Regions from separate parts of the Mus musculus genome. Here all the other regions are linked to region 1. A link is a contact called in public Hi-C, HiChIP or PLAC-seq and capture Hi-C data. All regions are on one chromosome and are shown on one strand. The core of a region is the stretch at or near the end of the contact, and the rest is flanking DNA. Distances in the headings are between cores, read along the strand shown. Region 1 holds the start of Rnf150 (ring finger protein 150). Region 2 overlaps Elmod2 (ELMO/CED-12 domain containing 2). Region 3 holds the start of Ucp1 (uncoupling protein 1 (mitochondrial, proton carrier)). Region 4 has its middle 25 kb from the start of Tbc1d9.

Region 1 (3,367 bases), core at 379-2,878:
AGGGCTGAAACCTGACTTGGGAGAGCAGTTTGCCGATGGTCAGCTGCAGACAGGTAAGTTGACCTGCCTCTTGATACACAAACACTTGCACCAGGTATGTATATCTGATACACACAACGAAGCGCAGAGACAAGTTATTAGAACTTCCGGTTCCAAACAGGTGCTGAAACGGGTCACTAACAAGAACAATATCTCAGCCCTGTTTCCCAAATCTCACTTTCCAAATTCTCCTGGGAGAAGACACTCCACAGCTTGAACCCTCTCCCGAACCAGACTCTCCGATACTCCCCCAACATACTGAAACCTCTCATGCTTGTAACCTGTCCCCCAAGCGACGCACAACAAAACTTAATAGGTTCATACATAAGAGACTGGTCTCTGGTGCTGCACGGACTTCTCAGCCAGAGGTGCCCCGGAGGCGGTGCTAGATCTCCCTAGACGCTTCTCGGGCTCCCCTCCCCCACGTCCGCCAGGCACCCCCCGGGTTGCTCACCTGCGTGGGGCATGGTGATGGTCTCGTTTGTGTTGGAGCCCACGTTAAAGATGACCACAGCGGAGGCGTTCTGCAGGAACGCGTTCCGGATCTTATCCCTGTACGTGCAGTTGCCCTTGGGGATGAGGGCTATCCAGTGCTTGCCGTGGGCCGGCGCGGCGAACTTGGTGTTGGGGTCGCAAGCCAGGCGGTCTTGGGCCGAGCTGGCCATGACCACCTCGCCGCGCGCGTCCTGCTTGGGCGAGTGCTCCCCGTATCGCCCGCACTCGCTCTTCTCCGTGTGCAGCTCCGCGCCGCCACCGCTGCCCGCCACCGCGGCCCCGGGCTCGGGCTCCAAATAGGTGATGTTCACGAAGGCGGTGTACCATTCCTCCTTCTCCGCCACGGTGAAGTCCAGGCAGAGCAGATGCACGAAACAAAAGGAAAGCAGCCATGTTGAGAGAGCCAGACTGCGGCACGCTTGGATGAGAGACATTGTCATCTCTCTCCTCCGGGGTCCCCTCCCCGCCCCCTGCGCCCTCCCCCCGCTCCGTCCCTCCTTTCCCTGCCCCGGCCAACCCCGGGCAGCCACTCTGGTTCTCCTGTCGCTGCGACTCACTCCCTGGCCGGCGGAGCTCCGGCTGGGACGCGCAGACGCTGCGGAGACCGGATCCGGGACGAGCGGGAGAAACCCGCCCTGTCCCCTCTCAGCCGAAGCGCGGCGCTGGCATCGGGCTTCCCGGGTGATCGCGGCGCGGTCGCGGAGCGGGCGCCGCGCACTTGCGGGGGAGTCCGGCTGCCAGGCGTCCTGTTCCTTTGCCCCGTGTCGCCTTCTCTCATAGAGGTGGCGGGGTCCTCGGGTTTGGAAGGGGTGGCGGCTCTGCTTGTCGCGGCCGAGCGGGGCGGGGGTGGGGTGCTGGAGATCCTCGGTGCTGGGACTATCGGTCCCGCTGCAGACGCGGAGGTCGCTCCTGTTATGCGTGGGTTCCCATGGGCAGTAGGCGCTGCGCTTCTGGCCAGACTAGGTGGCTACGCCCGGGACACTCACTTGCCGAGGGAGGGGGAGGTACGGGGCAGATGGGATGGGGGAGAGCGTGAGGAGAGGGATACAGCGTTTTGTGTGTGTCTGTATTTGTGTGTGTGTGTGTGTGTGTGTGTGTGTGTGTGTGTGTGTGTGTGTGTGTGTGTGTGTGTGTGATGTGCGCGTGCAAGGAGGAGCTTAGTATGATGTCAAAGCTCCTGGGCTCCCCTTGCAACGCTCACTCTGTCTCTCTTCCTGGGCGTCAGCGACCTCTGCTGGGCCTCAAATTCAGGCTTCGACAGTTGCGGGCAAAAGGTAAAAAGGACCTTCAGGCCTTTGAATTGGGAACAATTAATTGAGGGAGTCTTAAATACAGCAAAGTGTAGGAACCTCTCTGGAACAGCATTTCCGTTTGCTGGAAGATGTGCAGAGAGTTCTCTGGTATTTATCCCAGCACTGATTGGTCATGAGGCCCCTCCCCCCCGCCCCCCCAGACCTGAATATTTAGGACAGTGGCTGTCAGAATTCCAGTTTTAAACCAGGACTGATCAGCATGAATTCAGGAGAATTTCACATTTATTAAGTCAGGGGTGGGGTCCTTGGTGATGCACACTCTGCTGGTCTAAGGACCAGTCTGTGGTGTGGGTAAAAGTGACTTCTTTTCCTCTGCTCTGGAAGCCAGCTCATGGCATGGCGTTAGTTTTCTTAGAAAATGGACCTCTCCTCATACTTTAAGATTGAGACATTTTGCCTCCATTCCCACTCTAATAGCCCTGCCTTAGAGGATTCACAGCGTCAGTAGGTGGTATGTGTGTGTGTGTGTGTGTGTGTGTGTGTGTGTGTGTGTGTTCGTTACCATTTTAAGCTGTGTTTTCCAGTTGTGACAGAGATTAAAAGAAACCAGTGGAGAACAGTTTCCTAGAGTCGTGTTCTAATAGCAGAATTCTTTAACAATTAGATATCTGGTTGGTTGTTACACTTCCTCATTAATGGTTTCTGTAGTTTCAGAAACCAGTAATATAAAATGTCTACTTATTTATACATACACAAATATGGTAGTGCTTAATGATTTACATTATATCTTCCACCTGGTTCTCTTTCCTGTGCCTCTCGAGAAGCACTGAGAAGCCCAGCAGTTTTTGTCACAATATACACATCCTAGGTCTGGACATCACAAAACAGAAGATGGATTCTGGATATATCCTATGTCTAAATATAATCCTCAAAGGACGAAGGACTTGAATGATTATTAGGGGACCAGTTGTTGGTAATAGGAAGGAGTTGTAGGTACAATAGATCAGACAGGTTGGTGTTTGATGTGTTCAGAAGCCATAGTGAGCTCATCAGGGGTGGAGAGAGATGAGCGATGGAAAGAATGAGATGGGATTAATGGTGGGAAGATTCTAAGTGGCCTTGCAGTTTAATCTGGGTGAGAGGAAGATTCCTGGGAGATGTCTGGACAGAAAAATGTGGTGTTATATGAGAACATCAAAGTTTTATTCTGACAGTACTGGAGGAAGGATAGAAGCAAGGAGGGCACTTAAGGAGCTGCAAAAATAATCTGGGGGGAAAGCCAAGAGAAACGCATGCTGAGGAAATGGCAGAGCATGCTAAGGAGTGACTGGCTCATGGGGGGCTCTGGAGGTGGAGTGGAGTGACTGGCTCGTGGGGGGCTCTGGAGGTGGAGTGGAGTGACTGGCTCGTGGGGGCTCTGGAGGTGGGGTAGGCACTGTTCTCTGATGCTTTGGTGAGGGTGGTAAGGAAAATACAGAAGTCAGGAAGCAACTGGTGTAGAGAATCTCTTAGATGCATCACCTGTCAATAAATAAAGGCTTATGGCCAATGAGCTGAGGCAGGAAGTGGAAAGTGGGACA
Region 2 (3,367 bases), core at 603-3,102, 450 kb before region 1:
ACAAAAAAACTAGACTCTTGAAGTGAAAATGACTGTATATTTCAAAATGTATCCTAAAATGATGTTATTTTAATGATTGAAACTGCAGAAAGGATAATATAAACTATTTTAAGGAAAAATGATCATAAGTGTTCTATGTATTCCAAAATAAATTTTATCACATGATGTAGTTTATAAAACAAAGATAAGGGCTCATTTTTTTTTTTCAAGGACTATTTCAAAGTAGAAGGAGAAACTTAGGAAAATCTGAGTTAGCTTTGAAAATAGTAAAGAAAATGCAAATTGAGCCCTTGTTATTAGCTTTATATTGCTTTGTATATAATAACTAGAACAATAAAGCATGGTGTATATGGGTGTCCCTCATTGTATTTAAATGTTGCAGTCAGAACTTTTATTTTTACTTCTTAGCTTCTATTCAGAAAACAACAGTCTTCAAAAAAACAAGCACTTTGCGGGGCGGTGGTGGCGCACGCCTTTAATCCCAGCACTTGGGAGGCAGAGGCAGGCAGATTTGTGAGTTCAAGGCCAGCCTGGTCTACAGAGTAAGTTCCAGGACAGCCAGGGCTACTGAGAAACCCTGTCTTGAAAACAAACAAACAAACAAAACAAAACAACAAGCACTTTGATCTTTCTCACTGTCTGAGTTCAGAGAGGTTACTGCAAAGTAGGCCCTGTGTCAGGAGTGCAGTAGAGACAGTTTGGAGTGGACTAATGAGCTCTTTACATGCTGTAAGCTGTTACGAGCGTCAGCTAGCTGTGTAACTGGCAATGTTTCTGACGTAGGTATTCTTATGCAATAGTTGGAATCAACCTTACAGAGATGGCTTATAGCTTACTGAAGAGCGAGGCCCTGAAGCTTCACCTCTACAACTTTGTCCCTGGGGTACCAACGATGGAGCACTTCCACCAGTTTTACTGTGAGTATCGGGGTCAGAACCAGACCTGACCAAGAGCAATTCTAACACTCAGCGAGGCAGAATATAGAGCTTTTAACCTAATGCCTCTGAATACAGAGTTTATGCTTATCATTTTATTGTTTAAGATCTTTGCTATCCAAGAGAATAATGGAAGATGATCTCTAAGTGCACTTTAAACATTACTGTCTATATTTGAACTCAGATTGTCTGGCTGGTGTGACAAGCAGCCTTATTCACCAAGCTGTCTCCCTGACCCAAGATGCGTATATACTTTCTGAAGATGGTCTAAATAGATGATTTTACTCCTGTGGACATGTATTTGTGTGTTTTTACTTGCAGGTTACCTTGTCTATGAATTTGACAAGTTTTGGCTTGAGGAAGAGCCAGAAAGCATTATGTACTTCAACTTGTACAGAGAGAAGTTTCACGAGCGGATCAAAGGACTCTTGATGGATTGCAATGCTGTGCTCACTTTGAAAACATGAACCATCCGTGTATCTTCACTTTCTACCACATTTTGCACACACAACAGAATTTATATGTTATTATAGAAATTATCTGATTAACTACACTCATATAATTTCCTACAAAAATACTTCAGAAACTCTATTTAAGAAAGCTAGCGGACAATCAGTGTATGTTTACAGTTGTTTATACACTGTTCTCCAAAGGTCCCTTACCCTTCCAAAGAGCCCTTCCGGAGGTACATGAACTACAGTTTGGAACTTGGGTCTTAGCCTGTTAGTTTAAAAGTATAAATCAGGTATATTTATAGTTAGCCAATTGATCACAATGTGCACAAGTCTGTTGTCATTTTATGTGTGGTGCTCCCAAGCTGGTGTCTTTTTGAAAATTCTGCAGGGTCATTGTTTGCTCTGGAAGTGGCTTTTGAATGCCCTTTGTCTTTTTATTTCTAGGCAAATCAGCACAGGGTGCCCTCTGAGGCTTTCTTTGTGTCTTTAGCTCTTGTCAAGATGTCCTGTCCTTGGAGCAGAGGGCACATGACTCTGTCAGGGAAGGTGGACAATCATGGCTTCCTTTTGATTTTTCTGGTCACTGACTAAAGAACCGAGACGTGGCAGTACTGATGGCTGCTTCTTACTTATAAGTAGCCCGTGTGGGAGGTTTTATCCTAAGGAGTCTAGGCATTTACTCCAGGTCAGTATTTGTTTTTATCAGCTGTAGAAGGAACCTTCCTCAGAGCCCCCTGGGAGAACCCCGCCTGTGTGTTTAGAAAGGAGGTGCCTCTGCTGAGAAAATCTGGACTGCATTTGAAACATAGTTTCTTTTTCGATAAAACTGTCTTTGAAACTTACACAAGAAGAAAACCGAGAGCTTTTTAGACATCTGTTCCCTATCATTGGTGTGTTTGACCTGCTGTTCACTTTTGCTTGCCCTTGATTTGACTCTGGTGTTTCTGGGTAATATTGTAGGGACCTGGGTTAGTGGGCTGGGACATGCTACCATAGCCTGGATCATGACTGTGCATTTTTGTATAGCTTTATTCTCCAAAGTCTCAGGAGGGCAGCAAGTATTGTCGAGGATTCTATGTGAGGGGATTCTAATGGGGTGGTTTCCTCTTGGCATGCTTTAGCAATTTGTTCTCAGAGCAAAACAAAAAGAGCCTAAAGATAAGAAAGATGATTGGACTTAGAAGCACTGAGTACGTCCCGTGGAAACCAGTCTACAACATGATAGGTTAACCTAAAACATGGTGCTGTTTTGCACATCTTTTAATATCAGGTATTTAAAGACTAGCTTGTGTGATAGCGGAAAGTTTGCTGTTTTCTCACAATTTGTTCATGTTTTCTGTCAAGCCTGTCTTCCCACTTGTGGGGTTGGGGGGAGAGAGCAAGCATGAGAAAGTCATGTGCAGTACGGATGTCCCATCAGAGAGCCACAGCTGGAGTGTTGTATAGCACTGTGTTGCAGAGCATGGGTTCAAATTGCTTTTCCTTAAGGAAGATAAAACTTTTTTTAAAAGTAGCTTTGTTTTATAATACTAGAAAGGATTCAGCTTTTCAGTATTATAGGAATTTAATAATTGATTTCTTATAGGGGACTTGTTGACCCTGGTAATACAGTAATTTCATTTTTGAGAAATCTTTTGTCACCCAGGTTTTAGGATGCATTGTGTACCAAAACCCTAACAAGGAGCCCATGGTTACCATTGTTGTCCACTGTATTATAGTGTGAAGTCCTCCATGGAAAGCAGCTGTGTTAGTCTTTAACTTTTGTGCTAAAAGTACTTATGCATGTATTTTAATCTTTGAGCAGCCTAGATCTTGAACTGATTTAACTCTTTATCAGCATATGTAACAAAAAGCATACTTGAAGTATGAAAGAGGAAGTAATAATAATAATAATAAGTAATTATTTTCTGGCAGAAAAAAATCTCTAATGATGTTAAGAACATATTGTCATGGTTTGGTTAATGTCACAGTCCTTAA
Region 3 (3,367 bases), core at 381-2,880, 430 kb before region 1:
AGGAACACTCACAGAATATATCTGATTACTGTGGAGCCTGATATAACCAGTGACTGATTAAAGAATTTGCAGAAAGTCCCCCGGATGGGCCACTCTAGGTTTATCTGCTCTTGCTAACCTTTAACATCAGACCTTTGCTCTGTGAAGATGTGTTTTACTTAGACACCCACGCAGACTCAGGGAGCGTGGTGGTCTCTTTCTGACTTTACACAAAGCTCTCTAAGCTTCTCTGGGACCGTGCTGTTTGGGAAAGTCTACATTGAGCGTTGCTTTATAGCCCACCCACATTGTCCATGAAGAAACACAAACTTTCCTCACTGGCCAGTTGGTTTTCACAGATATAAACAGGTGAAGAACTGGTATGCATATTTCCTTACTTTCTCTCCCTGAAGAGAAGTACTCTTGGACTGAGTCGTAGAGGCCAATCCTGAGTGAGGCAAAGCTGATTTGCCTCTGAATGCCCGCAGGCAGACCGCTGTACAGTTTCGGCAATCCTTCTGTTTTTGCCAGGGTGGTGATGGTCCCTAGGACACCTTTATACCTAATGGTACTGGAAGCCTGGCCTTCACCTTGGATCTGGAAATCAGAAAAGTGTGGGTCAGAGAGAAGTGGCTGTCCATTAAGGAAGGGGGGATCCCACCTGACAGGGGGACTAAAAAAAAAAAAAAAAAACTGGTGTATACCCTAGGTAAGTATCTTTTTTATAATTTCCCCTTCTCAACACCTCTCTTGCATACTACCCCATATTCTCATCTCTCCCTCTGTCTCTGTCTATCTATCTATCTATCTATCTATCTATCTATCTATCTATCTATCTATCTATCTATCTTTCTTTCTATCTAATCTATCTATCATCTATCCATCTCAGAGGTGGAGCTTGCTACAATGCAGGCTCCAAACACCTAAACAAGGTACCCAGGAAATCTCCAGAGCCCCTAAAAGCAGGATGGGATAGTACACCACCCCGTGCCCCAAATCAAAGAAAGGTAAAAGCGCCAGGCCTGTAAACTCTGAGGGATTTGAATTATTATTATTATTTAGACCCCACATGCTCAGGACACCATTGCCTTATGAAGGATTTGGCAGAGGCCATTTTTAACCCATCAACAGCGGTTCTTCAGCCAATCCAAGGGCCCCATTTCCTTCCTAATAGCACCCATTCCCAAGACAGAGCCACCCTGAGGAAGAGTGGTTAAACCGTAGCACACATCACAGGGATGCCCACAGCAGTCCTGCTTGGAGAAGCCTCATCAATGTCACTAACTCTACCTGAAGGCGGACTTTGGCAGTGTCCAGCGGGAAGGTGATGATATCTGCCAGGCAAGCTGAAACTCCGGCTGAGAAGATCTTGACCCCCATGGTGGGTTGCACTTCGGAAGTTGTCGGGTTCACCATCCTGGCTTGGAGGGCAGAGAGGCGTGAGTGCAAGAACAAAAGGACTCAGCCCTGAAGACAACAGTGGCACTGTTGCCTGATGCGGGCACGAAACCCGCGACTTCGGACTCCTGCAGAGCCACCTGGGCTAGGTAGTGCCAGTGCAGAGGCGGCGCTGTGGAGCAGCTCAAAGGTGAGCGTCCCTTCCTCTTGCTCGGGCAGGGAGGACCCGTTAAGCCCAGATTGCCCGGCACTTCTGCGCCCTGACCTGGGAGATCTATATAGCCCCTTGCCGGAGGAGGGACTGGGGGAAGTGGCTGAGCCGGCCCAGGTCTCCAAAGAGCTGCTAGTGGGACTTGGCAGGGGCGTGCCTTGGGTGCGCAAGCCTCCCAGCCGCGCGTCACTCCCAAAGCCCTGGCCACATCACCTCTGATTTGGCACCAGTTCCTGATTATGCCCAGAGGACACACAGAGGGGCTTCACCCGCGTCCCCGCAGCGTGGTGCCTTTTGTCACTCTTCAACAGCCTTGGACCAGGGCGCAGAGCAGGGGCTGGTTCCCTTGAATAAGCGCGATCTGATCTCCTCCGAGATTTTGCTGAAAAGTTCCACAGCTAGAATAGCTGTAGGATGAACGTCCCAGTCCCGGGCCCCCTTCCCATGCATCTACTTGGCTACTGATTCTTCTCCTTTCAATTCTGAATGTCCCTTTCTTTACATTCCTTTTCAAATGTCACCTTCAGATTTGGGTGACTGGATGGGGTGGGGATGAGGATGTGGGAGGGGAGGGAATCCATGCAAAAACTAATAACGCCCTAAACTTTTTCGAGAAAGTGAGTGCATCGTGTGGTCACTTTTAGTTGGGCGAGATCAACTAAGCTCATAAGCCAGCCCTTGCTCCTTTGAATAGTTCTTAGCAGGAGCCCTGGAAGGACAGAGGGTTGGTTGGCTGCAGATGCAACCAAGCCATCTGACCAGCTTCGTGACCCTGAGAAAGTCCTCTAGCTTTGGTTTGTGATTGTGTCAAATATAGTCCCAGATTTGAACTCTTGTTATCCCTAGTGCCAGTTCAGACATTGTAAGGTGGTTTGTTGGTGTGTGTGTGTGTGGGGGGGGGGTGTTTCTTACTTCTATCTTTGAGCAAAGATTTGTATTTGAAAAGCTTTAAAAAAAATACTACGTAAGAAATGGTGAGAAAGAGAGCAGGCTGGAGCCGATGCCTGTTCTCTGTATCCTCCCTGGTTGGCCAGGTTCTGCTACTCAGCGTGGTCCCAGGAGAGTGAAGGAGGTGGGACTCATCTCCTGGATTGGGGCATGTAAGAGACAACACCCCTGGACACCACATTTAAAGGGGCAAGCGTGCACACTAAGCAAGAACCTAGTCCTGGGAGCTTCCACAATAAAATACACACCTGGAACTTGAGCCAGAACAGCAGTGATGAGCAGTCAGTGGTGTGTGTGAAGACAATGATATGGAGGGGAGCAGAATGCCTGGGGGCTGGGAAACTGAATGGGGGGCGGGGAGAAAAGAGGGGCAGGGGCAGGAAGCTGCAAGACCTATGGATGAAAAGTGTAATAAGCAGCCTAGTGGTGGTGACACACACCTTTAATCCCAGCACCAGGGAGGCAGAGGCCAAAGCAGCAAGGGGTCTTTGTGAGTTTGAGGCCAGCCTGGTCTACAGAGTGAGTTCTAGGACAGCCAGGGCTGCCGAGGCTAGAATAAACCCCCAAACAGCAGCAGCAACAACAGTATAATAAACGGCAGTCTGTGAGCATCCTTTCTGCATGTGAGTTCATCTTATATGTTGTGCAGGGCTTGGTAGATCGTAAACTGTGCTCACATGAATGACACATCTAACCAGATAATACAGCTTAAGAAAGGGTTACTATGGAGTCAGAGATTATTAGAAAATGACTCTACACTTGAGAAGATGGCCGCAGTCTTGGCAATGTTTCCACTTGATTGTCACAAAGCAGTTGGCAAGTAAATACTCT
Region 4 (3,367 bases), core at 630-3,129, 280 kb before region 1:
TTAGATAGGGTGGACCAGGAATACTCACCTGAGTGAAATGTCTTCCCGCCCTGAGAACAGATTGGTGGAGTAAGTACTTGAGGAGCTTAGCTGGAAGCAGCCAGTCTAGCATTAGAAAAATAGATTAGGGGTAATTAGCCCAGCAATGGTGCTAAAGCTGATAGATAAGTCTAGTAGGCCTCGGTCTCGATTATTGGGGGGGGGGGCTGGCCAGGTCATATTAATAACTACTAGAGTTAATAAAAAGTGTTTTAAAGAAACAGAAGAAGGCCCTGAGGAAGTGAATTACATGCCATTTTCTCCTGGAAAGACATCAAGTCGCTAGGATTTTTCTGTGAATACAGTTAAGGTTTGATTTGTGGTCCAAACGAAGACCAAAGGGATCTTCTTATGACTGTAAAGACAGTTCCAAGAGCAGAGGCCAAAACCAGATGTCTTTCACGGTGTGTACAGTGAAAGAGTTTTCAGAGGAGAAAGAGTTAAAAACAGTATGTCTCCAGACAGGGCAAGTGATTGGAACCTTCTTCAGAACTGAAACCAGAAAACCGGAACTGGGCAACTCAGCTTCCAGCAAATGTTGACTTTGCACAACAAAAAGTTGCCGTGTGCCCACTGTGTCTGGCTGTGTGTGAGTAATGAAGCTGTGTGCTTGACATGGGGCAGATGATGCATCGTGATTAACTAGGGACACCTTCCACCCTGACAGGGAGCAAGCTGATGATGTGGAAATGAGGCCAGTGACATGAAGTTATACTTTAAAAACATGTCTTGAATTGTCGCTTCTATTTTAAAGGGATAGAAGCAAAGGAAACTCAAGGCAGAAAGAACTGTACCAATATGAAGACATCTGGGTTCTTGAGGAATGTTGTGTCCAATCCCAGTTGGACTTCCTAGCTAAGAGTGCGATAGGCAAATGACTACAGTACTTACAGTACTCCAGCTCTTGGCACATAAGGAAGATATTGGAGGTTGCAGCTATTAGTTCGAGTCAGTGAAACGGCAAGTGTGCTGTCTGTGAGGAAGTCAACTGCTTCCTGTGAAATGACCAGGGCAGAAGCAGAGGCTGGCTGGGCCTCAGGATACAGAGGGGAAGCTGTTGTGTGCCTGTGTGTGGGACACAGTGGTGTCTGGAGGTGATGTTTACGAAGGTGCATGTACTTGCTGGTCTACCTCCTCCCCACCATGGTTGTGTGTTCCTCTTTTGGTTCCCCTTAGGGGCTGGGTAAGACTGAATTCGAAACAGAGGGCTGACATTTCTTCCTGATCCCTGTCAAAGTAAATTAAGGCTTCCAGCAATGATGTTCTAAAGGGGCAGGGATATACTCACATCAAAAGACCACCAGCTGCCTATGAGGGTGTCATCTGTGGCATGTGGTACATGTAGTAGAATATATTACTTAGACTCTGTTTGGGAGACCCTATTTCATGCTAGAACACTGAATTCTAGTCGTTAAGTTCTGTTATCTTGCTTTGTGGACTTTGAAATCCTGTTTTATTAACATAGCAAAACCCAGGATAGGAAAATGAGATTTACACAAGTGATGGAAAAAATGAAGAATTTACTAATAATCCCTGTAACGTGACCAACTGGTGGAGGTATTTATGTGAACTTTCAATGCTGTTTCAACAACTGCCTGTAATTGTCTAGCAAGGGAAGGCCCATAGAAGGCAGTGCCTGATAAACTAGTTACCTAGTTTTTGGACTGGACAGTGACATCTAGCAGTTTCCTTCCAGGAAGGAGACATACTCAGGAGACTCAAGGAGTAAACAAACCTCCCACATCCTGGGAAAGCTGAAACCAAGGTTCACCAGAGGGCCCCCACCCCTGCCAAGGATAAGGAAGCAGTGTGAAGAGCTGTTGGGGTTTGGCAATGGGGAGAGAGCAGAGTGCTCTGAGGAGCCTTTCTGACCAGTCTAGCTGCTTGTAGTTCCTGCAGAGAGCTCTGGGCTTGCAGCCTTGGCAGCTGTCATCGGAGCTATGGACTTCTCTGCCATGAAGTTCCTTAGCATCATCTCTGTTCCTGTGAGCATCTTATGCACACTCCTGGGAGGAATCCCAGCAAGCTGGCTGATTCCACGCTGGACTGTGGTGCCATTCTTTCTTTTATCTCTTATTGGAACTGTGCCCTTTCGAATGAGTGGGCATTTGTGTCACATCTTCACAGGAAAAAGAATCACACGACGGACACAAAGAAATGTGGCTGTGCCTTTCCTTCTCAAAGCTTTCTGTACTGACGGGTGTCTGAGCTCTGCCTACTTTGTTGTTGTTTTTTGTTTTGGTTTGTTTTTTTGAGACAGACACTCATGTATCCTAGGCTGGCTTCAAACTTAGTATGTAGGTGAAGATGACCTTGAATTTATAATCCTTCAGTCTCCATCTCCTAAATGATGAGATTCCAGGGGACCACCATGCTTCCCCTGTGCCATACTGGATACTGAATCCAGACTTCTTGTACCCTAGACCAGAACTCTACCAACTGAGCTACATACCCAGCTCAGTTATGATGATTTGAAGGATCCTTATTCTTTCCATTAATTATTTATTTACTTTATATCCTGATCACATCCCCCCTCTCCTCCAAGTCACCCCCTCACACACCCCTTTTCCCCATAGCTCTCTCCCTTTCTCATCTGAGAAGGGGGAGGTCCCCCTGGATACCAATCTACCCTGGCACCTCAAGCCATTGAAGGACCAGGCACATCCTTTCCCACTGAGGCCAGACAAGGCAGCCCAGTTAGGGGAATGGGATCCACAGGCAATCAGCAGAATCAGGGTAGGCCTTGCTCCAGTACGAAGACCAAGCTGCACGTCTGCTACGTGTGTGTGTGTGTGTGAGTGTGTGTGTGTGTGTGTGTGTGTGTGTGTGTGTGTGTGTGTGTGTGTATGGGGGAGCTAAACCCAACTCATGCATGCTCTTTGGTTGGTAGTTCAGTCTTTGGGAGTTCCCAAGGGTCCAGGTTAGTTGACTGTTGGTCTTCCTGTGGAGTCCCTGTCCTCCAGGTCCCTCAATCCTTCACCCAACTCCTCCACAAGACTTTCTGAGCTCTGTTTAATGCTTAGCTGTGGGTCTCTGCATCTGTTTCAGTAAGTTGCTGAGTGGAGCCTCTCGAAGGACAATTATGCTAGGCTCCTGCCTGCAAGCCTAACAGAATATTATTAATAGAAATTGGTTCTCAGCCATGGGATGGGTCTCACTAGTTGAGGCTAGGCATTGGTTGAACATTTGCTCAGTCTCTGCTCCATCCTGGTCCCTGCACTTCTTGTAGGCAGGGCAAGGTTTTGTGGGTGGGTTGGTGCCCTTATCCTTCCACTGAGGAGTCTGCCTGGCTGCAGGAGGTGGTCACTTTAGCCGTCATATCCCCCAG

What was found. Hi-C and Micro-C count contacts between places; a contact is called where the count stands out from the background. HiChIP or PLAC-seq counts read pairs in DNA pulled down with a chosen protein or histone mark. Capture Hi-C pulls out chosen DNA fragments and counts their contacts.
Region 2: an H3K4me3 HiChIP or PLAC-seq map of embryonic stem cells shows a contact between it and region 1, with 8 times the contacts expected there. The contact joins the enhancer-like site here to the promoter of Rnf150 in region 1. A contact is called at or near these places in 4 of 39 promoter capture datasets (HPC-7-derived erythroid cells, embryonic stem cells, maxillary cranial neural crest and 1 more), 4 of 484 Hi-C or Micro-C datasets (bone marrow-derived macrophages, conventional dendritic cells, embryonic stem cells and 1 more), 12 of 115 datasets of contacts at active chromatin or transcription factors (craniofacial prominence, embryonic forebrain, embryonic stem cells and 4 more) and 2 of 9 other capture datasets (embryonic stem cells and liver).
Region 3: a contact with region 1 is called in a capture Hi-C map of embryonic stem cells, with 6 times the contacts expected there. The contact joins the promoter of Ucp1 here to the promoter of Rnf150 in region 1. A contact is called at or near these places in 12 of 39 promoter capture datasets (the 3T3-L1 cell line, the C10 cell line, the HPC-7 cell line and 7 more), 1 of 484 Hi-C or Micro-C datasets (bone marrow-derived macrophages), 9 of 115 datasets of contacts at active chromatin or transcription factors (bone marrow-derived macrophages, embryonic forebrain, embryonic hindbrain and 5 more) and 3 of 9 other capture datasets (embryonic stem cells, liver and macrophages).
Region 4: a contact with region 1 is called in a Hi-C map of bone marrow-derived macrophages, with 24 read pairs. The contact joins the enhancer-like site here to the promoter of Rnf150 in region 1. A contact is called at or near these places in 4 of 39 promoter capture datasets (the 3T3-L1 cell line, liver, pre-B cells and 1 more), 4 of 484 Hi-C or Micro-C datasets (the N1E-115 cell line, bone marrow-derived macrophages, cerebellum and 1 more), 6 of 115 datasets of contacts at active chromatin or transcription factors (the 230-238 cell line, embryonic midbrain, embryonic stem cells and 3 more) and 4 of 9 other capture datasets (bone marrow-derived macrophages, embryonic stem cells, liver and 1 more).

What each region holds. Positions count from the first base shown.
Region 1 is chr8:82,861,617-82,864,983 of GRCm38.p6, reverse strand. It overlaps Rnf150 (ring finger protein 150), which reads right to left and starts at 1,628. Exons shown (of 7, transcript NM_177378.4): 1 at 494-1,628. The coding sequence starts at 974.
Region 2 is chr8:83,314,351-83,317,717 of GRCm38.p6, reverse strand. Elmod2 (ELMO/CED-12 domain containing 2) reads left to right here. Exons shown (of 9, transcript NM_178736.5): 8 at 784-917; 9 at 1,257-3,367. The coding sequence ends at 1,402. Among named protein-coding and RNA genes, the nearest start is that of Elmod2, 16 kb to the left of the region's middle. Within about 2 kb of position 1,852, at least 11 of the 459 cell types and tissues checked have an H3K27ac peak or open chromatin away from gene starts, as enhancers often do. A contact at or near this core is called in craniofacial prominence and embryonic stem cells, where this site is marked.
Region 3 is chr8:83,288,611-83,291,977 of GRCm38.p6, reverse strand. It overlaps Ucp1 (uncoupling protein 1 (mitochondrial, proton carrier)), which reads right to left and starts at 1,630. Exons shown (of 6, transcript NM_009463.3): 1 at 1,270-1,630; 2 at 378-576. The coding sequence starts at 1,395.
Region 4 is chr8:83,138,738-83,142,104 of GRCm38.p6, reverse strand. No RefSeq gene overlaps it. Among named protein-coding and RNA genes, the nearest start is that of Tbc1d9, 25 kb to the left of the region's middle. Within about 2 kb of position 1,879, at least 89 of the 459 cell types and tissues checked have an H3K27ac peak or open chromatin away from gene starts, as enhancers often do. A contact at or near this core is called in the 230-238 cell line, bone marrow-derived macrophages and pro-B cells, where this site is marked.